Linked DNA regions of Mus musculus: region 1 is linked to region 2. A link is a contact called in public HiChIP or PLAC-seq data. All regions are on one chromosome and are shown on one strand. The core of a region is the stretch at or near the end of the contact, and the rest is flanking DNA. Distances in the headings are between cores, read along the strand shown. Region 1 holds the start of Fam32a (family with sequence similarity 32, member A). Region 2 holds the start of Nr2f6 (nuclear receptor subfamily 2, group F, member 6).

What was found. HiChIP or PLAC-seq counts read pairs in DNA pulled down with a chosen protein or histone mark.
Region 1: an HNF4G HiChIP or PLAC-seq map of pancreatic cancer cells shows a contact between it and region 2. The contact joins the promoter of Fam32a here to the promoter of Nr2f6 in region 2. A contact is called at or near these places in 1 of 115 datasets of contacts at active chromatin or transcription factors (pancreatic cancer cells) and 1 of 9 other capture datasets (liver).

Annotation. Positions count from the first base shown.
Region 1 is chr8:72,218,242-72,222,221 of GRCm38.p6, reverse strand. It overlaps Fam32a (family with sequence similarity 32, member A), which reads right to left and starts at 2,477. Exons shown (of 4, transcript NM_026455.5): 1 at 2,362-2,477; 2 at 2,140-2,281; 3 at 241-294; 4 at 1-40. The coding sequence starts at 2,435.
Region 2 is chr8:71,380,130-71,383,922 of GRCm38.p6, reverse strand. Nr2f6 (nuclear receptor subfamily 2, group F, member 6) reads left to right here and starts at 1,971. Exons shown (of 4, transcript NM_010150.2): 1 at 1,971-2,932. The coding sequence starts at 2,652.

The DNA.
Region 1 (3,980 bases), core at 1,228-3,727, 840 kb before region 2:
CATAGTGCTCAGTGAGTGTATCCAGGTGTCGGTTGAAGTCCTGTAGAAGATAGACCACATCAGTGTGAACCAGATGGCAATATCGCCGCCTGCACCCAGACCATCTCACATACTCCACCACAGGTCTCACAGCACCCAAAACAAGCCATGCCTGAGGGTGGGCTCCAACAGTCCAAGCTGCACTGTCTGGGCTCTGGCTACCCCCCCATGGCTCAGTCTGCTGACAGGTGCAGGGCTCACCTCCACTCTCTGTTTGTGGGTTTTTGATGCCTTCTTCAGGATTCTTTCCATTTGCTGGAGAGAGAAGAGACCAGGGTGAGTCCCCATGACTGACACAGCCCAGGCTGGAGCTGCACAGATGGGGGTAGGGAGCCATAGCTCATTGATGCCCAAAGCAGCTGCTATATTTGGGAGGGACCCTGCTTAGTCTCCCTACAACCCCAGTATTCCTCATGGGCAGATCCTGCCAAAAGCTGGAAACTGGCTTTGAGAGGCCTGGAGCCACGTCCCACACAAGCAGACTCCTCTCTGGAGTAAGAGACTCCAGGTAGGAAGGGCAGAACCCGAGTGCATGCTCAGTGCTCCAGCTCGCATTTCTGTTGCTATGACAACATACCCGCCTATCTGGCTGGCTATTTCACCTTACAGTCCATAAAGAGGGAAAGTGAAGGCAGAGACTGAAGGGCCACAACTCAGTCAAGAACAGAGATAAATGGAAGTGAGCATGCTTCACACTCAGTTTTCCTTTGCTGTTACATGGTTCAAAACCCAAACACTGGGGGCTAAAGATCTTGAGTTCAGCTCAGAGCCAGCACTAAATGGTGGCTCACAATTTTCTGTAATGACACCCTTCCACACCTACTACACCCTATGGGAATGTCACAGTGGTCAGTGAGTGTGTACAGGTGTCCGTTGAAGTCCTGTAGAAGACAGGCTATACCAGTGAACCAGGTTGGCAGTACCCCCATCTCTACCCAGCCTATCTCACATACCCCACTACAGGTCTCATAGTACCCCAAAGGAGCCTGAGGAGGCACCATGCCTGAGCGTGTGCTCCAACAGTCCAAGCTGCATTGCCTTCGGCTCCCCCTCTGGCAGCACAGCACAAGAAGACAACACACTCATACACATAAATAAAAATTTCCAACGGTCTTCCACCCAGGGCTGGAGAGATGGCTCAGAGGTTAAGAGCACTGACTGCTCTCTTAGAGGTCCTGAGTTCAAGTCCCAGCCCACATGGTGGCTCACAACCATCTATAATGAGGCCTGGTGCCCTCTTCTGGTTTGCAGGCATATATGCAGGCAGAACACTGCATACATAATAAATAAAGTCTTCCACTCAGGACCAGAGCTACCAACGACAGCAGGAAGGGGTGGCAGACCCTAGGGGACTCTAGTTTGTATCAAGTTGTCCAATTAGGGTGCCCAGAAGGGCCACAAGACCGTAGCCAGCCAGCCCATGTCGTTATTCAATTGCAGAGGCAAAAAAACAAAACAAAACACTCCACTGAAGTACAGGCTATACCAGACCAGAGAACACAATTGGCTGGGAGACAGCAAGGTGACCCACACATCCCAGAAACTCTGTGGGAGTTCCAATACATAATTGATGCCCTTTGTTAGATGGAGAAGGTGCCTTCCTGGGTTTTCTCAACAGGGATATCACATTGTAACACTGCATCCTAGAAGTTCAAGTCTACAGAGATAGTGCCAGGACAACCAAGGCTACATAAAGAAACCTGTCTCAAAGCAAACTAAACAAACAAACAAACACCCAAAATAACTAGTATGGCCTTGTGGGCCATGCTAGCCTCTCCAGGAACTAAAAAGCTGAGGCAGTAGTTCAGGGCCAACTGCAGCCTACATAGAGAGTTACAGAAGAGCCTGGGTTCCATCCACACACACACACAACCTTCAAATAACAAAAGTACATTTGAAGCTAGGAAAGCGAGTTGTCATGGAAACAGACTTTGTGGTAACTTAAGAACAATGAACTTGGCTAGCATTAAGAGCTGATGACATCTGTCTTCCCAGTTCACAAGAAGACCACTTTAGGCAGGGCTACCAGGCTACCAGGAGTTGGGAGAAGGCCTGGGCTACACGGGCAGTTGGAGCCGGCCTGTTCTGCCCCTGCCTCACCCGCTTCTCCTGCATCTTTTCGAAGGCTGCCTGCGCCGGCGTGCGCTTGTCCAGGCAGCGCCTTTTCTCCTCCTCGCTCTTCTTGCTCGTCCCCATGGCCTCCAGCATCTTGGCCTTGTCTTTGTCTTTCTTCTTCTTCTTCCTGAGAGAGAGGGGGACGGTAAGAGGGGCCGGAGCTGGGGGTCGGCCCTCAGGGACAGACCGCGGGCTCCCGGGCCTCACCGCTTTGTCACGCCGAGCTCTGCCACGCCTTTCAGCTTCAGGGGGCCCTTCTGGACTTGCTCGTAGGCCTCCATAGCGCTCGCAAGCCGTGCCCCGGGAACTCCGCCACACTTCCTGTTTGCATACAGTACTTCCGGCCGAAACCCTCCTCGCTTCCTTCTGATTGGTCAGCTAGGACGCACGCGTCCTCAGGGTTCAGAGTAAGTGCACACTTCCGGTCTCGGGTAGTCTTGGCAACTGTCCAACAACATAGCTCGCCTAAAGACACACTTCGTATTTGGGCGTCCATTTCTGACTTTATGGGCATCCACTTTTGCTTTGTGGCATTATTTACTTAATTACTTTTTTTCCAATTTAGAAAATTACAATTACCCAGAACTCCAGAGACAGAGACAGGAGGATCTCTGGATCTCTGGATTCAGCGTGTTTTATGTAGTGACTTCAGGTCAGCCAGAACTAAAGACTGTGTCTCGAAATAAGTAATAAGAAAGAATAAATCTGGGGCTGGTGAGATGGCTCAGTGGGTAAGAGCACCCGACTGCTCTTCCGAAGGTCCAGAGTTCAAATCCCAGCAACCACATGGTGGCTCACAACCATCCGTAACAAGATCTGACTCCCTCTTCTGGTGTGTCTGAAGACAGCTACAATGTACTTACATATAATAATAAATAAATCTTAAAAAAAAAAAGAAAGAATAAATCTTTAAAATTACATTAAAAGTTAGTTACCTGTATACGTGTATGTGAGTGTGTGTACACACGTGCCAGAGCACACGTGGAGTACAGAGGACACTTTGCAGTACTCTCAGGCCTTATGCTGTGGGTTCCTGGGAATCAGACTGATGTGGTCATATTTATAGACGAAGATCCTTTGTCTGCTGAGTCATCTCAATGGTCACAATTATTTTTCTGTGAGTTTGAGGGCAGAAGTGTCATGACACTAAATGAGTCTGATAAACGTGGAATTTGCTGTGTAGACTGCTCTGACCTCTAGCTTGCTGCAGTTCTGACTGAGCATGCAGAAAACTGGAACTGCAGGTGTGTGCCACTGCCCTAGCTTGTCTTGTTGATGTTTTATAGAGGACAGGCTTGCTATGTAGCAGATGATTAAACTGTCTTTTTGGTTGTTTGTTTGTTTTGAGACAGGGTCTCACTGTGTAGCCTTGGCTGTCCTTGTACTCCTTATGTAGGCTATGCTGTTGTGAATTCAGGGATATCCACCTGCCTCTGCCTCCCAAGGGCTGAGTTTAAAGGTGCGTGCCACCATGCCCAGCAACCTTACTTCCCAACTACTGGGATCACAGATGTGCTGGGATTTTTTTTTTTCTATAGCAATTTTGGGGAGTGGGGAGGTTACATTTATTTATTTGTGTGCTGTGTAGAGCAAGTAGAGGTCAGAGCACAACTGTGGGAGCTGCTTTGCTCCTTCCACTGTGTGTCCAGGGAATCAGGCCCCTACTGCTGTTCTGTGAGAGGCTCTCTCTGTGTGCGAGGCTCTCCTTACACAGCCCCGAAGCTTGTGACTCCCTTAGTTCTGGATGTTAAGCCTGAGCCACTACACCAGGCTCACTTATTATTCTATATCTGATGGCTATTCTTGGTTTACAGCTTGACTACATC
Region 2 (3,793 bases), core at 722-3,221:
TCCTGGGGCTGAAGACCTATGTTTGTCCCATACTCTGGGGGCTTTGAGGGATTAGGACAGAGAGGCAGATTACCTTGCTGGTGTGTGGGGCCTGGGGGGTGGAAGAGGATTGCTTCCTTCTTTCACGCCCTACAAGTCTCCAGGGTCCCTATCATGCAGTGCCCAGAATCGAATTCAGGCAAGCACCTTTGCCCTTCTAGCCGGCCCAAGCCATTTTAACCTTTAGCCAGCAGATCGGTTTTTTTGGTCAGCCAAGGTCACCTGCTGGGGGTGGGAGCCGTGCAGGGCTGATTCCCAGGCAGCCCCGACAGTATCTGGCAGTTCCCACGGGCGTCCCAGCAGCAGATGGGCCCAGTGTCTTTGTCCCTAGGTCCTCCACAACCACAAGGTCAAATGTCACCTCGGGGCCACGGGCAGGGGTTATGGGGGCGGGGTGAGGCGGTTGGGTCCCAAAGGTTAGGGGGCCAAGAGTGGCAGCGCCACTGGGACAGGGCTATACCCCTCTGAAACTATCTCTTCCCTTTGGGCCCCTCACTGAGACTAGTCTCCCAAAATCCTTGTTTATTTGAACTTCTGTGACTCAGCCCCCTCTTCCAGAGCCTTTCTTCCTCCTAAGCCCTCTCTCTGGCCCTCTGGCCCTTAACCCTTTCAACCCTCTCCTGAGATACTGGCACCAAGGACTCGAGAATAGTCCAATCTAGGACTGTTCTCATCCCAAACAACCAACTATGACTCCTAAACTGATTTATCTTCTGGGTCACCCAGGATTTGTCACCACTAAAGCAGGGTCGATTCTAATCAGATTCCTGGGAAGTCCTTGCTCCAGTCTGATTCTAGTTCTTCCTGATTTCTGTATTTGTATTTTCACAAGGTATCCAGGTGGATTCTTCTAGGTACCCAACAGCACAGGGCTGGGTGTACATGGCTAGCGGAAACCTGAACCTCAGTTCCTTTAAGTCCCCTTATGTGAGGGCTCATCTTGTGGGATGATTTTCACAAGGCACAGAAGGGAGGGCACCTTGTCCAGGTTGGCCGCGTTCTCTGGTGTGTCTATACTGGACCCAGGCCTGCATAGGAGGCAGAACAGGCCTGGCCGTCAGAACTCTGACTCAGGGGTGAAAGGTCACCCCAAGAGGGACTTTTCCCTCTGTTAAACGTTAACAGACCTAGAGTCAGGCCTCAATCCCATCTAGGCCTCAAATGTGAAGGGAGCTTAATAAATCCGTGCCCTGGGGGGTCCTGCATACAAAGGGTGCTTAATAAATGCTTGCTCCAGTAGAATTGGAGGGGGCAGGGGCGTGGCGGCAGCTGGGAGGCTCTAGGCGTGGGGGGCTGGACGGGAGGGGGGCTAGACATCTGTGGCCCAGCCGGTCACCAGGCCAAACCCTTTCTGTGAAGAAGAAGAAAAAAAAAAAAAGGAAAGGAAATGAAGAGAGACCCGGACAACAGCCCGGGACTGGCACGCCTTCCGGCCGGAGAGGCGACTGACGCCCAGCCTCTCCCACCCTTGAAGCCTGAAAGGAGAGAGGGGGACCCCTTGACCTAACAGCGCGGACGCCCACCCCCAGACTCCGGACACCAGGTGTTCACCGGAGCGGAGCGCGAGGCGGAGGCGGAGGCGGGGGCGGGCCGCGGAGACTTTGGGGAGGAGGGGGCCGCTCCAGCTGGCAGCCGCGCAGAGCAAAGCGGGGCGCGCGCCTGAGCGGCGGGGGCGTGCCCCCTGCAGATGTCCCCGGGGGGCGCGGCTGCCGGGAGCCGCGCGGAGCTCCCCGATGCCCCGACAGGACTCGCAGGGGTTAAGGCTGCGCGGCCGCGTGGGGGAGGGTCAGCTGCGCGCCCCGCCCCGCCCTCTCGCCGGCCCACGGCTCCGGGCGGCGCGCGGCTACCCCATGCCCTTATAAGGGCGGCCGTCGCCGGGGCAACGAGCGCCCGCCCCCGGCCGCGCCGCGCGCCCCCGCCCCGCCCCCGCCGGCGCCGATGGAACGCGGGTGTCAGGCCGGCCGCAGCGCGGGGCCGGCGGCGAGCGCCAGGGCGAGGCCGAGGCTCGGGCCCAGGCGCAGGCCGAGGCCGGCCGCGCGAGCGCTCGGCGGGGAGACGATCCAGGGAAGGCCGCGGGTCGCACTCTCCACTCAGCTCTATCGCCTGGACCTCTGCGATTACGGCCGGGCGCGCGCGGCGTGCGGGACTCCGGGTCTCCGACGCGCGCTCCCGCCGCCCCTCCCCCCTCGCCGCGTAACTTGCGGCCAAAGTTTCCCCCCGGGCTCGGGGGCGCCCGCGCGCGCTCGGATGGTGAGCCACTAAGTTGGCCTGGGCGGCGGGGCCGGGCCATGGCCCCCGCGACGCTACCGGGTCCCCAGGACTCCGGACCACGGGACCTGGGCGCCCCAGACTCGCGCCTCTAGCGCGCCCCCGTCGACCGCGGGCACGCGTGGGAAAGTTGGCCTGGAACCGGCCCGACCAGTTCCTGCCTGGCGCGCGGACCGGCCGCAGGAAGTTGCCGCAAAACTTTTTTCAGGGGGGTGTGCGACCGGAGCCCCCCGAGAGCGCGGGCTGCATGCGCCCGGGGTAGCCGGGTCCCTCTCGGGTCGCCAGGCGTGCCCAGAGGGGACGGACTCGTCCCGGGGCGTACCGGCCCCGCTGTCTCCGGGGCTATGGCCATGGTGACCGGTGGCTGGGGCGACCCCGGAGGCGACACGAACGGCGTGGACAAGGCTGGTGGGAGCTACCCACGCGCGACCGAGGACGATTCGGCGTCACCTCCCGGGGCGACCAGCGACGCGGAGCCGGGCGACGAGGAGCGTCCGGGGTTGCAGGTGGACTGCGTGGTGTGCGGGGACAAGTCCAGTGGAAAGCATTACGGCGTGTTCACCTGCGAGGGCTGCAAGAGTTTCTTCAAGCGCAGCATCCGCCGCAATCTCAGCTACACCTGCCGGTGAGCCCCACGCGCGGCCACCGAGCTGGCCCGGACCTGCTCGGTCACCTTGGGCCTGGCGCTGACCTTCCCCACACCCGCATTCCTGCCCCAGACCACGGGTTCGGCCCTAGTGGAGTTGGTGATACATGCGTGCAGGTGCTCCCCCTCTCCTCCCCCGCGCAGGTGGTCTTTGCTCTTGTCCTCCTGCTCTGGAGAGAGCTGGTTCTGCTAGACAGGGAGGGCTCGGGAGTGCTGTCAGGAGTGAGGACCCTCTTTCCAGCCCCCAGTGCCCCCTTTCTCGTGGGGGCCCGTCACGCGTGGTGCCTCGCGGGAATCAGAGGTGCAAGTCGCACCGCGGGGCTGGCGGCGTCCAGGGGCCATTGTCTGCGGCCGCGCGGATCGATCCGGCGCGCCCTTGGGTCAAATATCACTTCCAAAGTCGCCCTTGCATGGGTAGCTGGAGAGACTCCCGGGTGGGTGTCTCGGAATGGCTGCCTTCACGGGAATCGGGGGACTGCATGCACGAGGGTCTGTGCCTGTCCATCAGAGGGGTACCCCTTAGGTTCTGGGTCACCGGAAGCCGCCGCTGGAGGGCCAGCAAGGCCACCGGAATTGACCGCACCCCCACTCCCGGGTTGGTTCAGCTTTGGGGCTCCGGGATGAGACCTTAAACTTCGGGACGACTCTTAAGAGTGAAGTACCCGTGGGAGATGCCGTCTGGTGGGGACCCCTCTACAGGGCCATGCAGGGCGTGGTCTTGCTTACTGGCTGCCTTAGGGGACAGAAAGCCCCTCGAAAAAGAGGTTGGCTGTCCAGGCCAGGGGTTGTAGAGCACTTTCTATCCATGCATGCAGCAGACTTTGCATTCCCCAGGATCGT